Linked DNA regions of Mus musculus: all the other regions are linked to region 4. The links are chromatin contacts, called in public ChIA-PET, HiCAR-type and HiChIP or PLAC-seq maps. All regions are on one chromosome and are shown on one strand. Each heading gives the region's core, a stretch centred on a gene start, on an enhancer-like site or on the middle of the called end of the contact. The rest is flanking DNA. Distances are from core to core; before and after follow the strand shown.

Region 1 (2,700 bases), core at 173-2,672, 280 kb before region 4:
ATCAACAAACTGGGGTGAGCCAGTTTCAAATTACAATTTAGCTACAAAAACATTCACATTTTATACTCTAGGAGAGTGTAACATAGATGCTATTTACAAACTTGCTATGACTGCTACATCAAGCCATTTAAAAAGTCTTTAGTAGTTTCATATAAACACCCATTATGAAAACCAATGGAAAACCCAGGACCGTTTACCCCAGACATCTACCGTTGCTAAGGCAGTTACTAGAGCCGCAGCACTTCACAGCAAAACCAACAGAAATCAGAATGGTCCACACTTCCTTCTGGGAAGAGGAACAATGTCCATAAAAGATTAAAAAAATAATAAAGAAGCATGACTATTTCTTCCAGCGTGGGTGACCCACAAGCTCACATGGTCCTAAGTGCTTAGTAACTTGTATTTTCTAATCAAATGAAGAACTGCTTTGAGTGCGCAAAGCAATCCATGGTGAAAAGATTTCCCTGAACTCCTCAGTGGAAAGAAGAGGTGTCGAGATTTTCAGGTGAGATACAGCGCTTTGTCCCTCTGCATGCCCCTGTGTGGAGAGAAAACACGGTTACAAGAAAATCAGAATCACAGTGGGAGGGGGTGGCAGAGGGAGTTGGGGTGGTGAGGCTAGTATTATTTGTGCTAGCTCAAGCGCATAGATAGTTGACCTAAATCCCTAGGAAAGAGAAACATGGAGGCATTTGTTCTTGGAAAGACTAGAAGATGATGGCTCTACATTTTATGTATGTATGTATGTATGTATGTATGTATGTATGTATGTATGTATGTATGTATGTATGTAAGTTACTTTTCTGAAGCCTTCCTGGACATGAGGCCCCACTCCCGAACGGAGGCGCATGCTGTGAGACTCTCCACCACCAGGTGGCGATGGCCGGCCGCTTACCCACTACTGCAGTAGTCGGTACTCCAGTCCACGGGCTGTGGGGGCGGATTTCTGCACCCAGAACGCACGTACTCCATCGCTTGGGTGACAACTTGTGCAGCTGTAGATGTAGGGTTGATAATAGTCTGATAGTCGGGTTGAAGAGTAAATCCCTGAAGGAAAAGCAAATCTACATTTGAGAAAAGGCGGTACCTTTTAAAGCAAAGAGCAGAGACATAGTTATCCACACCCGCAAATATGGTAGGCCACCTCACTTCTGTAGGAACCAGCGGAAGGGGCTCCCTGACTTAGAGTAAAAAAGAAACACCCATCACCTCATTATCCTTACCTTTCCTTCGCTTAACCAGGTGTCCAAAACCCTTTCATTACACCCTTTGGCAGATACATTGAGTTGGGAAACAATTTAAAATATAGAAAAGCCAACTCAATGTAAGCAAAGGGAGAATGAACGTAAGCTTCTCACAGTTGATGGTTTCTATCAACCTAACACACATTAATGGTTAAGCCCCAGAGTAAGCGACCGAGCCTTCCTGAAGGATTCAGGCAGCAGGTGGCTGAGTGTTTTATTAGGCTACACCTATTCACACATTGTTACTCAAAACCCTTTTTTTCATTCAGTCACAATGGGACCATCTGCTGCTTTTTCTTTATTTGTATTTCTCTTATCAGCTAAAAATTTCAACCAAAGAGTTGTTTCTGTTTTGTTTTTTTTTTTTAAATCAGTTGTTGGACTAATACAGAGACAGAAAACAACTAGCCATTGGAAAACATAGGGACTAAAACATGTAAAGACAGAAAATATTTTTAATTGAAAACTCTCTTAGCTGGCAAACAATACTCAGACTTCAGGAAGATTCTTTTAATTCACTAGTGATGAAGTGTTGACTTTTAATCCCAGCAAAGCTATTAAAAATTCAAGGACGGAATCTCTGAAGTATATAGCTATATCTGGTAAACAAAACACATTATACACAATTTATTTTTAGCGTATCAGGTGAATTCAAGAGCAGCAGAAGCAGGCTTTGTTGGAAGTGACCACAGAAAGAAGCGGAATTAATCTCATGGCTGTCTCTGCAGCAGATTCTAGCCATGGTTTTTAACATCCAAGAAATCAAGATTCAAAATGCACCATGCACAATTTAGTTTCAAGTAGCTTTGGAAGGCGAAATATTACTGACATATTCCTTAAACTAAGCAGGATGGTGGGAGGGTTGATTTTTAAATAAGATTTTTCCTTAGACTTTTACTCATGTGTGGGTGGTCCCTCACATAGTGATTTGAAAACTATGTCTACTTCAATCTTCCTTAGCCCTCTGGTTGGCTTCTAGAGATCTACTGATTTACCATTCCACTGATAAGCCCATGTTACCCCGATAGACCCATGTCCATGTCTATTCCACTGAAACTGTGGAGAGAGGCAAAATTCAGGGTGAAAAGTCACCAACAAGTCAAGAGTTTAGTATTACTGGTTGTTGACCCAACACACCCTTACAGCAGTAGATTTCCTAAGTAACAACTGCCTTGGAGGAGGAGGTCCTGAACAGAGGCCCCTGTAGCTCAGGCTCCAGGCATCTTCCTGTAGCTCAGGGAAGGCAGTTGTCCACTGGCTTTCCAGCCCAGTCGGAACCTTTCTCTAGGTATTCCCAGCATGAAAGGAGCCTCAATGCCCTCAGTGAAAGATCTTCATTTCCCCTGGTCCTGACCTGCTGCTCACCTTCTCAGTTTCTGTCACTAGGGTCCAGTATGATAGTAGGTAGAGAGCTGAAGAAAGTTCTGAGAGACCCTGTATTGGTTTCTTTGACCAC
Region 2 (2,700 bases), core at 157-2,656, 390 kb after region 4:
TATCAAGCATTCATGTACTACATATAGATACACCACACGCACACACACACACACACACACACACACAGAAGAACAGAGGGCTAAGGACTAGAGCTCAAGTGAGAGAGAAGCTATCCAGTGTGTGTGTGTGTGTGTGTGTGTGTGTGTGTGTGCATGTATGTGTGCATTTATCTGTGTGCGTACATGCGCACATGTGTGTGTGGCTATAACTTTACATGGTACTATATTTTTATTTGAGTTATTATGCCTACATAAGAAAAAGTATAAGAGATACTGGATCCATATTTACTTAATAGCTCAGCTTTGTTTTTAAGTGTTTTGGGCTCAGTATATTGACCTTGAGAAAACAGGCTGCTATGGTGCTTTTTTTGTTGCCTGTTGCTATGTCATATAATGAGATGAGGACACACTGTGTCTCCTCGTTAGTTACAAGATCATCGACATTATTTAACAACTTCTTATTGGGCCATAAGCACCACAGAGTTATGAAGGAGACTGGGACTATCATGAGCTTTTGAAACCTCAAACCCCACCCCTAGTGACACACTTCCTGTAAAGGTGTTACACCTACTCCAATAAGGCCATACCCCTTAATCCTACTAAGTACTCAAATATGTGAGCCTTTCTGGGTCTTTACTAGGAAGTACAAGGAATCTTAGAATTATGGAGCTGAGTGAAAAGAAGTTGGGTCACTAGCTCAGTACCATTGAAGAGAAATCAAGAACCCAGCCTGTTAAGGATGACCTAGTATCTGATTTTAGTTGACAGAAGAGAGACAGAGAGGGGAAAACATCTTCCCCCTCCGTGCAGAGAGAGAAACTATTAATCCCCTGCTTCAGGGCAGCAGCCATAGCAGCTCATTTCACCTTAACGACATCTTAACAGTTTTGTTCTCAGAAGCTAAATTGCGAAACAGGATTTTTGGAGTTGCAAACAATTCAGCTCATAATAAATACAATCTCTGCAGCAGAAAAGTAAGTACAAATGTGTGCATTGTTTTTAAATGAGTACATACATCACTGTGAATTACTAGAGGTTGAAAACGCAATGATTTCTTCTGAAGTCTGATCAGGCAGTTCACCGGAAATACTTAGTACATGCACTTCCTGTATGCAACCTGTCCTCTCCTCAGCCAAAACCACCAGCAGAAGCCTGAGGGGCTGCTGCAGATGAGTCCCTGACACTTTGTAGGGAGCTGGATGGTGAATGCCTTTCTCCTATTAACAGTAGCCTAGATCCTAATTGTACTGGAGGAGGAAAGGGGGACAAAGAAACCTTACAAGAGGAGTAGGAGGAGTAGGATGAAAAGCTCTTAAAATGCTCTTTGATATGGTAATTCATTGCATAATGCACAGATCACATAGTCAATGATTGTGCTTTCAGATTCTAGTAGAGCAGAGATATTCCTGTCTCACTGATGTTACAGCTGTTGTGATGTAGACAGTGACTGGGGGTGCTGGAATTGGCCATGCTGCTGTGCTGATAGTAATATGCAGGGGTAGCACACATAATGCACAGTAAATAGTTCTTGATAGACAGCAATGTTCTCTCTCCTGTACTTATAGCTGTGTTTTCTAATGATTATTGTAACATAGGCACCATCTCTGAGTATAATCTGTACTGTCTGCAGGATGCCCTGTTATAGTTTTACCAGCACTGCACATAGGGCTCATGTTCACTGTCTGTTAGCTGAATATTTTCTCTCATACTCTATATACAGCCATGCTCTTGTTAATCCCAACGATGGGAAGAGAGACACCACTGACCCAAATCATCTTGGCTAAATTAATTAAAGCAAGATTTTTTTTTTTTTTTAGCTCCAGTACACCAGCCGTATATCCCTAAGGCAGGGTTTGAGAAGTCAGCCTTCGATATGAAGAAGATAAGTCTTTTATAGATCAGGGTAAGGGTTTTCTGAATGTGGGATTTGATGGGCAAATAGGGAGGAATACAAGAGTAAAACATAGGAATAACAAGTTAGTCCTAAGGACCTCCCAATACAAAGGCATAGTGGCAAAGTGGGCATAATAAAGTGGTCCTTATCACTAGGCTGCCCAAGGTGGTCATATAACCTTGTAAAGCATAAGGGGACTGCAGTATGCTTATAAACAACTTTTTGGAAAAAAAAAACAAAAAACATGTTTGACATTCCTGGAACAAGCAGTACAGAACTATTTGTAGTTAAAGTTTTGGTGTGTCATAGCCCAGTCCTTGAAAAATAGAGGTTTAATCATAAAGAGGAACTAACTTAGTTTGGCCTTACTATAAGTTGTCTTTTAAGCCTAATATGGAGTCAGACTGAGTTTTCATTGTGTTTCTCCATGATCCTAGAAGCAATTAGGAACTAGGGACTCACTCTGAGGCTGTACAGTCTAGATTTGTGTGAGTAAGTTCTGTATGATTTTCACCCAAATATGCAATTGCCTATGGGCCCATTTCTCAGAGTTGAGCAGTCTGTGAAGGTGTTATTTTCTCTAGCTCCTTCTATCTCAGCATTTGTTCTGACTCTGACATTAAGAGAAGAGTAAAAATGACCAACAAAGTGATACCTCCACTCTTGCACCAAGGAACTCCATGGATGGGTTAGTTGGGTTAATTGCTTTAAGATTAATGTTTTATTTTTATTCAATTTTATTAATAACAGCAGACTCACACTTGGTGCCAGAGTTGTGGAGGGCAGCTGGAAGGTTTTTCACAATG
Region 3 (2,700 bases), core at 3-2,502, 310 kb before region 4:
TCTCTGCAACAACAGTGTGCAGATATTCATTGCAGATTATTCTGGAAAACATTTCAGGAAATTAGTTCAACGGAACAGACTAGTCCTTGTAGTCTTGATTGAACTGAACAACTTCGATGCTTTTGTTTTAGTTCATTGCTGCTTCCTTGCTCAGCTCTCTTCTCTAATATTTCTCAAAACTTAGAACAAAATTTCCATCAATTCTGACTAATACCCTCATAGGAATGGCCTGGGTGCCTGCGTGTCTAACCTTTGTTTATTTAACTTATTAACTATTTACCACAACCAAGTAGAAAAATAAGAAAGTTCATTATTTCAGTGATTTTTTTAAAATAGTATTGCAAACAATAGGAGTAATTTCATATTAGATTCTGAGATTTCATGTAGTCTTTACATCCATGTCTACATCTACTACCTATACCTTTAAACTCTATAGAAAGTTAAATAAATGTCAGATATTAGGCAAAACATGATTTGAGCTAGGAAAACTTTATAGACAATAAAAGAGAGCTGTTCTTACTAGGTTAGTAAAATTTTTGCTTTGGACAAAATCACCAAAGAAATCATTTAGCATGCATATCCAGCCTTACTGCATGAGAATACATCAGAAAAAATGTTTTAGACATTTCCTGTATTGTAATCATGTAGCTACCCCAGAAGGACATTAGAATTCCTCTAGATAAAAACCCACAAGTGTCTACAAGGTGAAGCTGGAAAAGCAGGTAAAGGACTGATGACTTAGATCACTTTGGATTTAGGGGGGAGGGCTTAGATGCTTAGATGTGTGATTTAGAAGTGTGTTCCAGGTTCTAGGATATAGCATAGGGGAGAGGAGAGAGAGGGAGAGAAAGAGAATCTATGTAGTCTACCATCCAGAAACTGACAGGGACCAGAACATCTGTCCTCAGGAGTATCCGTTACTTGTCTTTGCAAAGAGAGAGAGAGAGAGAGAGAGAGAGAGAGAGAGAGAGAGAGAGAGAGAGAGAGAAGGAATTACAGCATATTAAAACGGATCTATACAAAAATCTTGACAGGCTACAAGTTTCTTTTAGTAGATACTCACCAACTGAACAGGAAAAGGTGCTGGTGCCTTCAGGCTGCACCTCTGCATGAGATGAGCCAGAGAGGGCTGAGTGACATGTGGCATCAACAGCTTAAGAGAATCAGAAGGGAGGGATATGTGTTACAGGTTCCCAGGCCTTAGTACAACTGATGTCATGATGTAAGTACCATTCAGGCCACGTAGTCCAGCACAGCATAGGCAACAACATCTGCCAAAACAAGAACAGAGACCTAATCCATCACAGTCCAGAGTTCTTGGAAAGTCCCTAAATGCTCTAACCTTGCTTTTTAGCTTCTGTAGTTTTTCTTCTGGCTGTTTTTGCTAACCAAGTTGTCTAAACCAAGGATGTGGTTTTTTGTGCTTAAAAGTTCACCCTGAGAAAGACTCAGGACTGTACCAGGGTTCCAAATGCCCAGTCTAGTCACTGGTGGCCTAATAAAGACTTTCCATTGGTTTGAACCCATGTCGGAAGTCTTCTGCGGGGGATATCTCACAACATAGGAATGCTAGACGTTATCAGTGGGAACTTTTCCGTTTCAATATCACTTAGAATATGCAGGATAATGTCAGGATTTGAGTTCAATGCCCTGGAGAGAGGTTGAAGACACTAAATATTCAGGAAGAGAAGGGAAGTCACTAGGAACATGTATCATGTGAGCCAAATGTAGCATCAGTGACTTTTAAAATATCCAAGCTTTGTAGTTCTAGTGAAACAATTTGTTTTAAAATGTGTGCATATGTATACTAAAATATGAGAACTTCTAGCAATCCACATTCCACCAATCACAGGAAATAAAATTGTTATGCTTTAGTCTCCATTTTTTTTTCAAAAATGACAAATTTCCAGTCATAGCTTAGTTGGTAGATTAAACCTGTTATATTAGCTACTGAGGAAGCTGAAGCAGGGAAATCTCAATTTTAAGGCCTGTCTGGGGTACAAAATGAGATCAAGACTAGTATGAATAAATTGGTGAGAACCTGTAAAAAAATTAAAAAATACAAAGGAATGGTGATATAGCTCAGTCATTTAGTACTTTCTTAGATTGGCTAGGGATGGGGTAAACCTCAGTCATAGAGTACTTTACAAGGACACACAAGGGATGGAGATATAGCTCAGTCTTAGACTACTTTCCTAGGACCACAAAGGACGTTGTTTACATCCCAGTGTCACTCACATATACCACTCCTGGACATATACCACCAAAGGAATACAAGCACAGAAATATACACAAATCATTGCTATTGCAGCAATATTTACCACTTATAAACTATGGAACCAATTTACGAGTTCAACAAGGAAGGACGGGATAATGATATATTCACATGACAGAAGTTTATTCAGCCATGAAGAACAAAGTTATGTCATTTTCAGGAAAGTAGATGAAACTGTAGGTAATAATTTAAGCCAAATAAACCAGTCTGTCCAGATGTTTCTAGTTGGTTCCTACACTTAATATTGCATATCAAGTAAAGATAAGCATATATTACTAAAATAAAAAACAAATTGTTCAAAGGGACAAAGTACAATAATGAGACTTGGGAGGAAGAAGAGAAGAAAAGGGAATATTGAAGGGGATACATTAAAATATGATGTACACTTATATGAAAATATGTTTATCAGCAAATTTAAATTTATA
Region 4 (2,700 bases), core at 196-2,695:
CTTCCTTATAAAGTATCTGTTATTGTTGCTGTACATGGTAGCTTTCTGAAACTAGATAGGTAGATAGATAGATAGATAGATAGATAGATAGATAGATAGATAGATAGATAGTTTGAGATCAGTATAGTTTAACCACATTCCAGAGCATTCGAAAAATCACGTATAAAACATGGTTAACATTAATCGTATAGATATTTAATTATTCCAAGATTACTGAGATAGCTAATTTTATGTCAACTTGACACAAGCTAGAGTCATCATAGAGGAGAGATCTTTGAGAAAATACTTCCATATCAGGCTGATGGCAAGCCTGTAGAATATTTTGTTAATTAGTAATTGATATGAGAAGGCGCAGTCCATTGTGGGTGGTACAGCTCTGGGCTGCTCATCCTGGGTTCTATAAGAAAGCAGGCTGAGTAGGCCAAGAGGAACAAGTTAGTGAGTAACAAACACCCCTCTACGACCTCTGCATCAGCTCCTGCATCTATGTTCCTGCCCTGTTTTAGTTCCTGTTTTAAGTACCTTTGATGTGAATGCATAAGCCAATTTAACTGTTTCTTCTCCAATTTGCTTTTGGTCACGGGGTTTCATCATGGTCATAGTAACCCTGACTAAGGGAAATAGTCCACAAAATAACTACATTGATAATAATAAAAATGAAGCACATTATTAGAAAACAAGGCTCCTATAAGATGAAATAACTTGAGTGTCCTTGACATCCTAACTGTTCTGCTGGCCTGCTGGCCTGCTGGCCTGCTGGCCTGTGTCTTGAATGTCCTGGCAGGAACTCTCCTCACCTCAGTTACAGGAATGCATGGAGCTGGCTGCTGAAGGTCCTGTGTGGTGATCTCCCTTAGGATGGATTCATTCCTCAAGCACTGGTCACGCGATTGATTTAACTATGTCTCTGAACTACAAACAGCCTCAGCTTCCTCTGTTGTATCCCTTTCTCCACCCTGCTCCATGGCAGAACTTGACATTGCAAATACTTGCATTGAAAATTGTAATGGGACATTGCCAATTAAAGGATAATTGTTAATTATCAAGTTACTAATAAAATTACAAGTTTAATGGTGATGTCTCTTTCACACTCTTATTATCACCTGGTAAAACAGACTAACATAAAATGACTATAATTAGTTTATTTTAAACACCCATTAGCATGTCCAGTAATATCACCAGCCATTTGAACAGCATGGACTCCATTTCTGACATACTTTAGTAGGTATCTGCTCATCTAGACTGTGGAAGTTTACCTCTGACTAACCTCAAATCAAAGCTGAAAGTGACAAGTGACTCGTACAGACAGGTCTATCTCATCTCCAAGGCGAAAGGCGGTTCCTTTTATCAACAATAAAAGTTCCCTTTATCAACAATTGCACTGTAATATCTTAGAAGCCGCTCTTTAAACCTTGTGACACACATCAATTGTGAGTCTATAAGTAGTTAAGAGCCTGAAACTCAACCCAGAAATCCACAACAAAGCTGTTGTGAGTCCTGCCTTACAGACTATGGTTGAAAGATCATTTCCGGCAATTTTGGAGAAAACAAAAGGTTACTAGAGGTGCAGAGGTACACAAGGCTAAGTCTCTTCTGTCACCTTGCAGCTCTTAGAATACCTCAGGGTAACTACTGCTGAGAAAACACAGCCAGTCAGTGCCAGGTGAAGAAGCCCTTTTCCTCCCATTCTCTCCAGCCCTGTATCCAAGCAGGGTGTCTCACACAAACTGGCTCAGAAATTTCCCGGATGCATTAGACTCCTTTATGCTTGCTTTCTTTCTTTTCTTATATATGTTATTGCCTATACCAGATTTGATAGAAAATTAGAGTATCATCTCAATTCAAAAGATTACACACAAGTAATTTACAGCCACCATTGATAGGATACGATGCTTATGTTTATGTAACAAGTCCAAGCATTCCGGATCAAATGGTTTATACAGGATGGTAAAGAAATCTCCCATGTTTTCTTGGGGGATTAGAAATCAGCTACTTTCAAAGTTGTAGACTATGTAAACCTGATGGTTTGTGAATATGTGACAATAATAATTTTGTATTATTATAAGTAATTATTATAATAAATTATATATTTTATATAAATAAAGTATTATAACTAATAATTATTCTCTCCTTGTGTCTTATACACAAATGTTTCTTTAGTGATGTCTAAATTGGTGGCTGCCAAACCGGTTTGCCAAAGCATATTCATCTTCCTTCACGAAGATATTTCTAAATTTTGGTCAAAATAAATCATGTGTCTTTGCTTCAACAGAGACTTGCCATTCCTTAGTCAGGGGAAGGAGACAGAACCTTGATGCTGCTAAGGTAAGAAGTGTGGGAGGCAGAATGAACCAGAGTGAACCAGAGTGAAATGGACAGATGAGATAAAACATCCAAAAATATGGCCCCATGAGCACCTAAGGAAAGGAGTCATCAACTTGAACAGTAAGAAAGGACCCAGGAAGCCATGCAAGGTTCCTTTCTCTATCTTCTGACACTTAAAAAACTTACTAAAAATGAATCTCTAGAATACTCACTTGTATGTGGGAAACAAAATGCTGAAGAACTTACTGAATATCTAAAGTAAGACCTATTTTTTTTTATGTTTTTCTCTCTGTATTTTCTTATTTTTCGAACGACTTTTTTGTTCCCAAATCAAGAACTTGTTAAAGTCAGGAACCCTACCTCTCGGAATCCTAA
Region 5 (2,700 bases), core at 184-2,683, 480 kb after region 4:
ACACAAACACATATATATTTATACATATAAACACACATATACACACAAACACACATACATACAAACACACATGCATACAAACATGAGTGAACACATACATAAACACACAAGGCACACATATATGTTCAAACAAACATACACACAAGCACAAACCCAAATACACACATACATCGCACAAATACACATATAAAACACAAACATGTACAAACACACACATATATACATACATACATACATTCATGCATGCATATACACATGTACACACACATATAAACATACATGTAAATGTACACACACAGCACACACAAAACATATATACACAAATACACATAAGTACACATATACACACAAACATGAAAATACAAACACAAAACACTCACCACATGTAAATATACACAGAGATGCATACAGCATACACACATAAAAACATACACGTGCATACACACATACATAAACCTACACACATATAAATGTACATAGATATACAAATACACACACACACACCACATCTATCGCCCAGACATTTGGGGATAAGAAAGCAAGCTAATAATCTTGAGCAAATAGATGTGATTAAATATGATTGAGCATGGTTTGGTTTTTTTTTGTTTTTTTGTTTTTTTTAATTCTCACAAATGTAGATCTTGATGAAGACCAGTTTGTCTAGAGTCCCACTGATTTAATTTGGGTGAGCTATAATTTACTGGGCTGCAGGAGAAACAGTAATTTGTTGAGGCCATCATCAGCTCATTAGAATCACACTGGGAACACTTAATGGTGTACAACCCACAGCTTTTTGTATCCATTTCATAGTGATTCCTCTCGCCCTGCCTGCTGCTCACCACTCCAACTGTTGATAGCATGATCCTTTCCAAACACACCCCAGAAAATAAGAGGTTTTAAAAAAAAAAGATTTAAGTCACCAAGAAACACATTTCAACATTTCAGGGTATGAGGCAGGCTGCTAGGATAAAATATTCTCATGTACTGTTAACATGTAAGATTGGCTAGCTGTTAAGTACTGTAAACTGCAACTTATCAAAAGCTCAAAAATCCTACACAACAGAACAGAAAATAATTATTCTCCCTGAACAGCTATTGTCTCCTGTCTCAGCTTTTCCTGAACTAATAAAAGGTTTAATTTTAAATGGTGCAAAGGAAATGTCAGCATTGCTAAGATATACAATACTCGGGTGCTTGGCTCACCATACATTAAAACGTATGAAATTAGACCTAAGTGAAGCCTAAACAAACCTGAAGATTCCCCTCCCTCCCCCAGGCACCTTTTCTCTTTACCTCTGATTGATAGGATCACGTGAAACCAGCCTGGGTTCCAACACTGTCGTTTCAGATGACAAGGTCTTGATAAGGGCCGAGAGCACTGGTTAGGGGGTATGTATTTCCGGGCCTACGATTTCAGTTATGCACAGTGGGCGATTTAGTTCAAAGGAGCAGGGACATTTATTTTGATGCTTCACAGGAAAAAGGAGTGGGGGCAGGGACGACAAAAGAGAGAAAGGCCTTAAAGGCTTCCTGCATTCAAATGTGTGCATCTGTTTTCACTTTTACTATCTTCAAAAAAAAAAAAAAAAAAAAAAAAAAAAAAAACGAAGATAACGTTTCAGTCTAAGACTGGCTGCTGCTGAAGCTTTGGTGTGCTAAGAAGAAAAACACTGCTGAGGGGAACATGGCAGGGAGCAACAGTCCTAAACTTTCCTCAGCTTTGGGCTTCACAATGAATTTGATTCAGATTCCAAACAATTAGCAATAATAAAAATATACATTAGGTGAGCATGCTCCTCGGTCAGTATTTCTCAGGTAGGTTTATTTTAAATAACCAAAATCAATGGAGTTTGGAGAGATGTAGTTACCTTTATTTATGCTTTCTTCCTCTTTTTTTTTTTCTATTTTTCTTCACAAATATATGGTAATTATTCGTTACCTCCTTTTATTGAGCATTGTGGTAGTTCCAAATAGTATAACCCTTTCTCTAAAAAGAAACACAATCTATTCTTTATAAATGTTAGACACGGTATTTAAATATTGGCAAACAATTCAGTGCTGTAACATACAATGAGAGTAGAAGAGAAAAGTAGCTACCACCCCCAAGACTCCCCTGAGGATGAAGTGTGGCTCAGTCTTCCACTGACTAGAATGGGAAATGCACAATCAATGTGTATAAAGTACTTGTTCCATAGGCACACTCATGAGCACAGTGAGTGATAACCAAAGCTCCATAAAGAAAAAAATGTTCTTTCCATCCTTCTTCCTTAGTTAAAAGGGGCACCTATAAAAAAAGACAGACCAATCAAAGAAAAAATATAGTTTATTGGAGTATATACCTTTAAAAGTTTTTGTTGTATATCTCACACACACACACACACACACACACACACACACACACACACACACACACACACACACAGCACATTTTCAGGAGAGGTACACAGAGAAGGGAGAGGCAATCTGGAATTCAGATATCATAGCCATTGTTTATCAAAACAAAGGTTTAAGCCCAGAGACATGGAAGTGTCAAGAACAGCTTTGAGGTAGGTTATGTCTGCACTTCTTGGGGTCTCTCGTACTTTGGACTCATAGTTCTACTCTGGATTTACGGATAGAGACTCACAAAACGATGTCTTCCATTTAGATGCAATTTTCTTTTACAAGGAAGTAACAGATTCCTGTTTTCAGAGCTTCTCT

What was found. ChIA-PET counts read pairs in DNA pulled down with a chosen protein or histone mark. HiCAR-type assays count read pairs that join an accessible place to other places. HiChIP or PLAC-seq counts read pairs in DNA pulled down with a chosen protein or histone mark.
Region 1: a contact with region 4 is called in a HiCAR-type map of embryonic stem cells, with 7 times the contacts expected there. The contact joins two enhancer-like sites. A contact is called at or near these places in 1 of 39 promoter capture datasets (stem cell-derived epiblast-like cells), 1 of 15 datasets of contacts at CTCF or cohesin (CD8 T cells), 4 of 484 Hi-C or Micro-C datasets (CD4 T cells, embryonic fibroblasts, embryonic stem cells and 1 more), 2 of 115 datasets of contacts at active chromatin or transcription factors (embryonic stem cells and thymic regulatory T cells) and 2 of 9 other capture datasets (adipose tissue and pancreatic islet).
Region 2: an RNA polymerase II ChIA-PET map of memory CD8 T cells shows a contact between it and region 4, with 5 read pairs. The contact joins two enhancer-like sites. A contact is called at or near these places in 1 of 39 promoter capture datasets (hippocampal neurons), 1 of 484 Hi-C or Micro-C datasets (CD4 T cells) and 4 of 115 datasets of contacts at active chromatin or transcription factors (the SCID.adh cell line, large pre-B cells, memory CD8 T cells and 1 more).
Region 3: an H3K27ac HiChIP or PLAC-seq map of thymic regulatory T cells shows a contact between it and region 4, with 3 times the contacts expected there. The contact joins two enhancer-like sites. A contact is called at or near these places in 1 of 484 Hi-C or Micro-C datasets (uterus) and 1 of 115 datasets of contacts at active chromatin or transcription factors (thymic regulatory T cells).
Region 5: an H3K27ac HiChIP or PLAC-seq map of regulatory T cell precursor shows a contact between it and region 4, with 5 times the contacts expected there. The contact joins two enhancer-like sites. A contact is called at or near these places in 1 of 15 datasets of contacts at CTCF or cohesin (pro-B cells), 5 of 484 Hi-C or Micro-C datasets (CD4 T cells, CD8 T cells and double positive thymocytes) and 9 of 115 datasets of contacts at active chromatin or transcription factors (CD8 T cells, the SCID.adh cell line, acute myeloid leukemia and 6 more).

The regions. Positions count from the first base shown.
Region 1 is chr4:6,687,924-6,690,623 of GRCm38.p6, forward strand. It overlaps Tox (thymocyte selection-associated high mobility group box), which reads right to left. Exons shown (of 9, transcript NM_145711.5): 8 at 896-1,047; 9 at 1-538. The coding sequence ends at 502. Among named protein-coding and RNA genes, the nearest start is that of Gm11802, 11 kb to the right of the region's middle. Within about 2 kb of position 1,423, at least 13 of the 459 cell types and tissues checked have an H3K27ac peak or open chromatin away from gene starts, as enhancers often do. A contact at or near this core is called in embryonic stem cells, where this site is marked.
Region 2 is chr4:7,363,190-7,365,889 of GRCm38.p6, forward strand. No RefSeq gene overlaps it. Among named protein-coding and RNA genes, the nearest start is that of Gm33646, 170 kb to the left of the region's middle. Within about 2 kb of position 1,407, at least 39 of the 459 cell types and tissues checked have an H3K27ac peak or open chromatin away from gene starts, as enhancers often do. A contact at or near this core is called in memory CD8 T cells and thymic regulatory T cells, where this site is marked.
Region 3 is chr4:6,662,564-6,665,263 of GRCm38.p6, forward strand. No RefSeq gene overlaps it. Among named protein-coding and RNA genes, the nearest start is that of Gm22473, 30 kb to the left of the region's middle. Within about 2 kb of position 1,253, at least 11 of the 459 cell types and tissues checked have an H3K27ac peak or open chromatin away from gene starts, as enhancers often do. A contact at or near this core is called in thymic regulatory T cells, where this site is marked.
Region 4 is chr4:6,969,231-6,971,930 of GRCm38.p6, forward strand. The region is part of intron 1 of Tox (thymocyte selection-associated high mobility group box); the gene reads right to left. Among named protein-coding and RNA genes, the nearest start is that of Tox, 20 kb to the right of the region's middle. Within about 2 kb of position 1,446, at least 22 of the 459 cell types and tissues checked have an H3K27ac peak or open chromatin away from gene starts, as enhancers often do. A contact at or near this core is called in CD8 T cells, embryonic stem cells, memory CD8 T cells and 3 more, where this site is marked.
Region 5 is chr4:7,453,863-7,456,562 of GRCm38.p6, forward strand. No RefSeq gene overlaps it. Among named protein-coding and RNA genes, the nearest start is that of 8430436N08Rik, 110 kb to the right of the region's middle. Within about 2 kb of position 1,434, at least 53 of the 459 cell types and tissues checked have an H3K27ac peak or open chromatin away from gene starts, as enhancers often do. A contact at or near this core is called in CD8 T cells, memory CD8 T cells, regulatory T cells and 2 more, where this site is marked.